Linked DNA regions of Mus musculus: region 1 is linked to region 2. A link is a contact called in public HiChIP or PLAC-seq data. All regions are on one chromosome and are shown on one strand. The core of a region is the stretch at or near the end of the contact, and the rest is flanking DNA. Distances in the headings are between cores, read along the strand shown.

The links. HiChIP or PLAC-seq counts read pairs in DNA pulled down with a chosen protein or histone mark.
Region 1: a contact with region 2 is called in an HNF4G HiChIP or PLAC-seq map of pancreatic cancer cells. The contact joins the enhancer-like site here to the promoter of Smim6 in region 2. A contact is called at or near these places in 1 of 484 Hi-C or Micro-C datasets (liver), 2 of 115 datasets of contacts at active chromatin or transcription factors (embryonic midbrain and pancreatic cancer cells) and 4 of 9 other capture datasets (adipose tissue, embryonic stem cells, liver and 1 more).

The regions. Positions count from the first base shown.
Region 1 is chr11:116,209,614-116,212,699 of GRCm38.p6, reverse strand. All of the region lies in intron 3 of Ten1 (TEN1 telomerase capping complex subunit), which reads right to left. Among named protein-coding and RNA genes, the nearest start is that of Acox1, 12 kb to the right of the region's middle. Within about 2 kb of position 1,754, at least 26 of the 459 cell types and tissues checked have an H3K27ac peak or open chromatin away from gene starts, as enhancers often do. A contact at or near this core is called in liver, pancreatic cancer cells and pancreatic islet, where this site is marked.
Region 2 is chr11:115,910,764-115,913,517 of GRCm38.p6, reverse strand. Smim6 (small integral membrane protein 6) reads right to left here and starts at 1,501. Exons shown (of 2, transcript NM_001162998.1): 1 at 1,062-1,501; 2 at 1-135. The coding sequence starts at 129. All of the region lies in intron 7 of Recql5 (RecQ protein-like 5), which reads left to right.

The DNA.
Region 1 (3,086 bases), core at 505-3,004, 300 kb before region 2:
TGTATGGGGTTCCACAATGAGAGGTGGGAGACACAGAACTTAAGGCAGGATCCTGTGTCAAATATTTTCAAACTTCTGGGGTGAAGATTTTCTTAGAAATCTGCTTAATGTCGGGCGGTGGTGGCGCATGCCTTTAATCCCAGCACTTGGGAGGCAGAAACAGGCGGATTTCTGAGTTCGAGGCCAGCCTGGTCTACAGAGTGAGTTCCAGGACAGCCAGGGCTACACAGAGGAACTCTGTCTCGAAAAACCAAACCAAACAAACAAAAAAAAGTAAGAAAATTAAAGAAAAAGAAAAAAAAAAAAGAAATCTGCTTAAATTTCACAGACTCTTAAAAGGTGTTTGCTTATACTTTAGAAGATTTAAATTTGTAAATTAGATATATACGTGTGTATCTATGAATGTGCGCATATGAGTGCAGGTGCCTATGAAGGCCTGAAGAGAATACTGGCTCCCCTGGAGCTGGAGTTACAGGTGGCTGTGACTGCCTGTGTGGGTGCTGGGAAGCAGGCTTGGATCCTGTGGAAGAGCAGCGAGTGGTTGCAGCTGTTGAGCCTTTGCTCCTGTTCATTACGTTCATCAGTCTCAGTTGGCTTTATCGTTTATTGTCTACAGAGTAAGCGGTCCCCAGAATGGACGGCTTCTCAGTGGCTCGGTCAGGCCATGGCTGCAGTCCAGGTGCTTCAGCCCATTCTGGATGGAAGGAGGAGAGATGGGAGTGCATGTGTGGCATCTGAGGATGGCAGCCTGTGGGTAGAAGGTGTGAGGTAAAGCAGGCAGGAAAGGGCTTGCCTAGAGTCCTAGCCCTTGGCAGGGTGTGGCTGAACAAAAATCCCATTTCAAAAAACAGAGCACTGCTAGCGTGTGCAAGGACCTGGGTTTGACCTTCAGCACAAACCAAAAACATGCATATACATATGCACATACACATACATATGCACATACACACAGGGTCTGGGAGATGGGTTGGTGGTTAAGAGCATGCAGAGGACCTGAGCTCAGTTCCCAACTGAGTCCAATTGCTTACAACTCTTTGATCCAGTTCTGGGGGGATCCAAAGCCACAGGTTTCTATGGGTACCTGCATATATGTGTACATACCTACACACAGACAGACGGGAACACACACATACACACACATTTAAAAGTAAAATAAATCTTCAAGAGAAGGGAAAAGGCCGGGTATGCAGCTCAGCCGGCAGAGCACTTGGCTAGCACCCCCTCAGCCGCTTAGCATCCGAGCTCCCACGAGCACCACATGAATCGGACACGCTAGCACATGCCTGTAACCCCAGCACTCGGGAGATCAGGAGGTCAAGGTTCTCCTCCAATGCATAGCCGGTTTGCGGGGAGTCTGCTGTACATGAGAGACCATCTAAGAACAGTCACACACAACCACGTGCCTAGCATGCAGGAGGTCCAGGTTCAAGCCTAAGCACACATGCAACTGTCAGGTACCACTGCCCTGCCGTGTGGAGACCACTAGTGCTGGCCTGCACGCCTTAATGGCAGTCACTCGACAACATCAAAGGTAGTCCTTGTATGGTCACCCCAAACCCACCAAGTCCTCATCCCTGCCCACACTCCTGGGTCCTGTGTCCTTCCTCTGTTGTACTGTGTTTCCCTCTTCCAGTGTCCTTATAAGAGTCTCACCTTTTCTCTGGGACTTGGCTGAAACCTGGCTTTATCCATATCAACAGGTCCTACTGTGCAGGAGGTGAGTCCAGAGTTCACCTGCTGCTCGGGTTTCCTGTTACACGCCCGGCTCCTTCCCACTGATAACTGTTTACAGCAGTTTACCTCTGCTCCAGTTCTCCCTCCCACACCCACCTCGCACCTTGGACTGGTTTGTTCTAGAATCTTACACCCTGTTTGTTCTCAGTATCTTCCTGACCTTTCACTCCTACTACTGCAGCCTTCTTCACCCCTTGGGTCTCCTGGACTCTCTCACCTTCTCTGTCTCTTCAGCCGGCCCTAAGTACCTCCCAGCCATTTTCCTGGTATTGCAGGACTCAGCCTTTGCCTTCCAACCTGCCTGCCTGATGCATCTCCAGCCTCTGCCCTCCCCGGTCGCATCTCTGATGAGTACAGAGAAGCCTCAGACCACAAAACATATTCTCACTGTAACACAGGGACTTCAGAGTCTCCTCTCACTGAACAGCTTTCCTTGTCTGTCTAGAAACTCTTCTGTGTCCTGGCTAGCCTGGCCTCACGCTCAGTGACAGTTATGCAGGCATTACCAAACATGTAACTCTCCTGCCTCATACCTATCTCTCCTAGAAAAATTCCTTTACCTTTGTGTTGCCACCACTGAGCTTGGCTTCCTTCCCCCAGCTCCCTTCTTCTTTTCACTTTCTGAGGTATGGCCTTGCCAAGATACCCAAGCTGCCCTTGAACTCACTCTGTATCCCTGGTAGGCCTGGAACTTCCTGGGCAGCTAAGATTACAGTCACTGTGTAACCCCAGGCCTACTTGTTGCCAACCACTTGAATTATTTCAAAGCATCTAGCAGAGAGGATATTTTGATTATTCTGAGCTCTCTCTATCTCTCTCTCTCTCTCTCTCTCTCTCTCTCTCTCTCACACACACACACACACACACACACACACACAGACATGCGCGCGCGCAGAAGATAAATGTCTACAGAGATTGATATACCAATTGTTCTGATGTAATCATTCATTACCTACCATGGACATGTATTGAAATGTCACCCTGTGTCCATAGTATGGCTATACAATCACCATGTGACAATTAAAAGTTTTTACAAGCCAGGCATGGTAGCGCACACCTTTAGTCCCAGCACTCGGGAGGCAGAGGCAGGTGGATTTCTGAGTTTGAGGCCAGCCTGGTCTACAAAGTGAGTTCCAGGACAGCCAGGGCTACACAGAGAAACCCTGTCTTAAAAAAACAAAAAAAAAAAAAGTTTTTACAATAGTTTTTAAAAGGTGAGAAAAGAGGTTTGTGAGGTGGCAGTTGTTACAGCCAGTATGCTTATACAAGGTGTGATTATTACTAATTACACACAGGGGAAGATGTTTAGAAACACCTCAGACAGGGACCCATCAGGGCCTTGGACGGTACCA
Region 2 (2,754 bases), core at 252-2,751:
AACAGCAAATAAGACGAAGAGCAGGAACGTGGAGGTGAACAAGCCAATCACTGTCAGGCCCCCCACATCCCACGGGTTCTTCCAGAAGTCTTCATTCTGGATGCTCCTTGGTGGTACCATTTGGCCCATGGAAATCTGGAAGAGAGGAGACAAGAGGCCCTGAGTGCAGAGAGCTCTGAAGTCCTTGTGCCCAGTGGTGCTATCCATGACACCTTCTGGACAGCTCGACACAGCTAGCTAGCCAACCCTGCGGGGATGATGAGTCTTTGGATTCAAAGTCTCTAATATCAAAAAGTGGGAAATAGCCGGGTGTGGTGGTTACACGCCTTTAATCCCAGCACTTGGGAGGCAGAGGCAGGTGAATTTCTGAGTTCGAGACCAGCCTGGTCTACAGAGTGAGTTCCAGGACAGCCAGGGCTACACAGAGAAACCCTGTCTCAAAAAAAACCAAAAAAAAAAAAAAAAAAAAAAAAAAAGTGGGAAATGGGATTTCCTGCTTAGAAGCTGCTGAGGGCTACCTCTAGAGTCTCTGAAAAACTCTGCTATGAGCCTGATATTTCTCCTGTCCCTGAGGCCTTCCTAGCTAGAACCTAAAGTGTACACCTGTAGGTCTCCTATTCTTATTGTCCCAATTCCCAGATGTTTGGGAGGCATTTTGAGAGCTTGGTCTATAAGCCTAGCTGGGTGATGGTGACTTAAGTCTCAGCTCCACAGAAGGCTGAATTCCTACTTGAGCCCAGGGATCCAGGCCGGCTGAGAACAGAAAACCCTATTTCAGCCCTGGCTGCTCAGCTCACAGTCTTCCACAAAGCCAGTTCCAGGGCGCCTGACACCATCTCCAGCCTCTGAAAATACCAGGAGTGCCTGTGTGGAAATGCATACGTAAGAACAGCACACACATAAATCTTAAAAAAGTCTTGGTGGTGGATAGGAAGAAAGCGTGGCTGAGTGTCCTTGGATGCAGCTGGGAGCAGGAGGCCTTGCCATATTACGGAAGTGGAGCTGGTGAGTGTGGGGCTGCAGCCGTTTGGGGAGTGGGAGAAGAAGAAAGATGTCATTACCTGGTTTTCTGTTAATAGTCTTGAATCTTCTGAGGACAAAGCAAGTCAGGCTGTCCTTCCGGCCTCAGACTTCAGGGTTCCTGGGTGGAAGAGGCTTCCAGGTGACCACAGCTTTGCCCCAACTCAGAGAAACTGCTGTTGGCAGCCCAGGGAGTTGCCAAATACTCTGACCACACCTTTGCTGCCACCACCAGAGCAAACAAGGGTGGGCTAGACTGGTTGCCTGGCAACTGCCACTCCCTCCCTCATTCCCTCCATTAGGATTCTACCCTTCTGTGATGGCATTGGAGGAGTTGAGTTTTAAGTCCCTGAGAGAGGTCAGCCTGAGTTAGGGTGAGAAGAGAGAGTGGGTCTGTGCCCCAGGCCGCCTGTCAGCCTCACTGATGAGAGCTGGGCCTTAGAGCCATTCAGAGCTCTCAGATCTCCCTGGGAGCACTCTTCTCAGAGCTCGTAGGGGAGCACTCTTTCCTTCCTTCCTGCGGTTTGGGTGAATGATTAACTGCACTTCTGGCAGGAACTGCCTGGAACAGGTTTCTGGGTAAGAGTAGGAGAGCTTATCACATGGAGCCTTTCCCCGCAGTACCTGCCTCTGGCATGGCCTCTGCTGGTTCTGTGGTTAGAGAGAGAGAGAAGAAGCTGGAGAGGGGGCGACCACACAACACACACACACATACACACATGCACGCACGTGCACACACACGCCTTGGAAGGGGACTAATTACACTGGCCTTGCTCGGAACTTGGCGGCCACTGTTGACTCCTTTCAGAGCTTAGGCATGTGGGCCTGCCATAGCCCGTTGTAAGATCAGAGAGGTGGGTCTTTGCCTCTGAAGGGCTTGCGTTCTAGTGCATCATCAATCCTGCCGTCAGAGTTTGGGAAATGCTCACTGAATAACAGTTTCTGGGATGCCAGGGTATCTGTCATCCAATCCTCTGGGGTCTAACCTGGAGTGGTGACAGGTGAGGAACAAGCTCAGGAAAGCGTTGTCGCCTGCCATTTCCTTGTGTAAAACTCACTGACTTCCTGGCCTGCCAGATGCACACAGCCAGCAGGCGGGACTCTGGCACACCCTGGTATGGTTTGTGCCCATCAGTTAAATGAGGTTCTTATCAAGAGTCAGTTGTTTGTTCCCAGACTGGTGTATAGCAGCTGAGCTTGTTTCTATGATAACAACGTTGACATGGTATCAACAGATGAAGCAGTAATGACAACCACAACTCCAATTTTACAGCAAGGACAGACAGTGTGGTTAAGCAACTTCGGTTGTGCAGCTGGTACAGTTGGAGTTTGGAGCCAGCTGTATAGTCAGCTCTTAGAGCAGATGACAGCTGTTGTCTCTATTAATACCTATGTGACCACTTTGCTATCACTCCATAGTCCCATCGAAACAATAGAAACATAACTAAACTTTGGCACATTTTGTAAAACTCGTGACATTAAATTTTTTTATACATTTTGTGCGTGTGTGCGCATGCTCATAAACACACACACACACACACACACACACACACACACACACACGTATGCCGTGGCCTCTGTGTGTATGGAGAAGGGGTAGTGGACAACTTGTGGAAGTAGGTTCCAGAAATTGAACTCAGGTCTTAAGGTTTGGTGGCCAGTTCCTTTACCCACTGAGCCATCTTGCTGGCCCCTCTCTGGTGACATTTTCTTTGTTTCTTTCTTTTCTTTTCT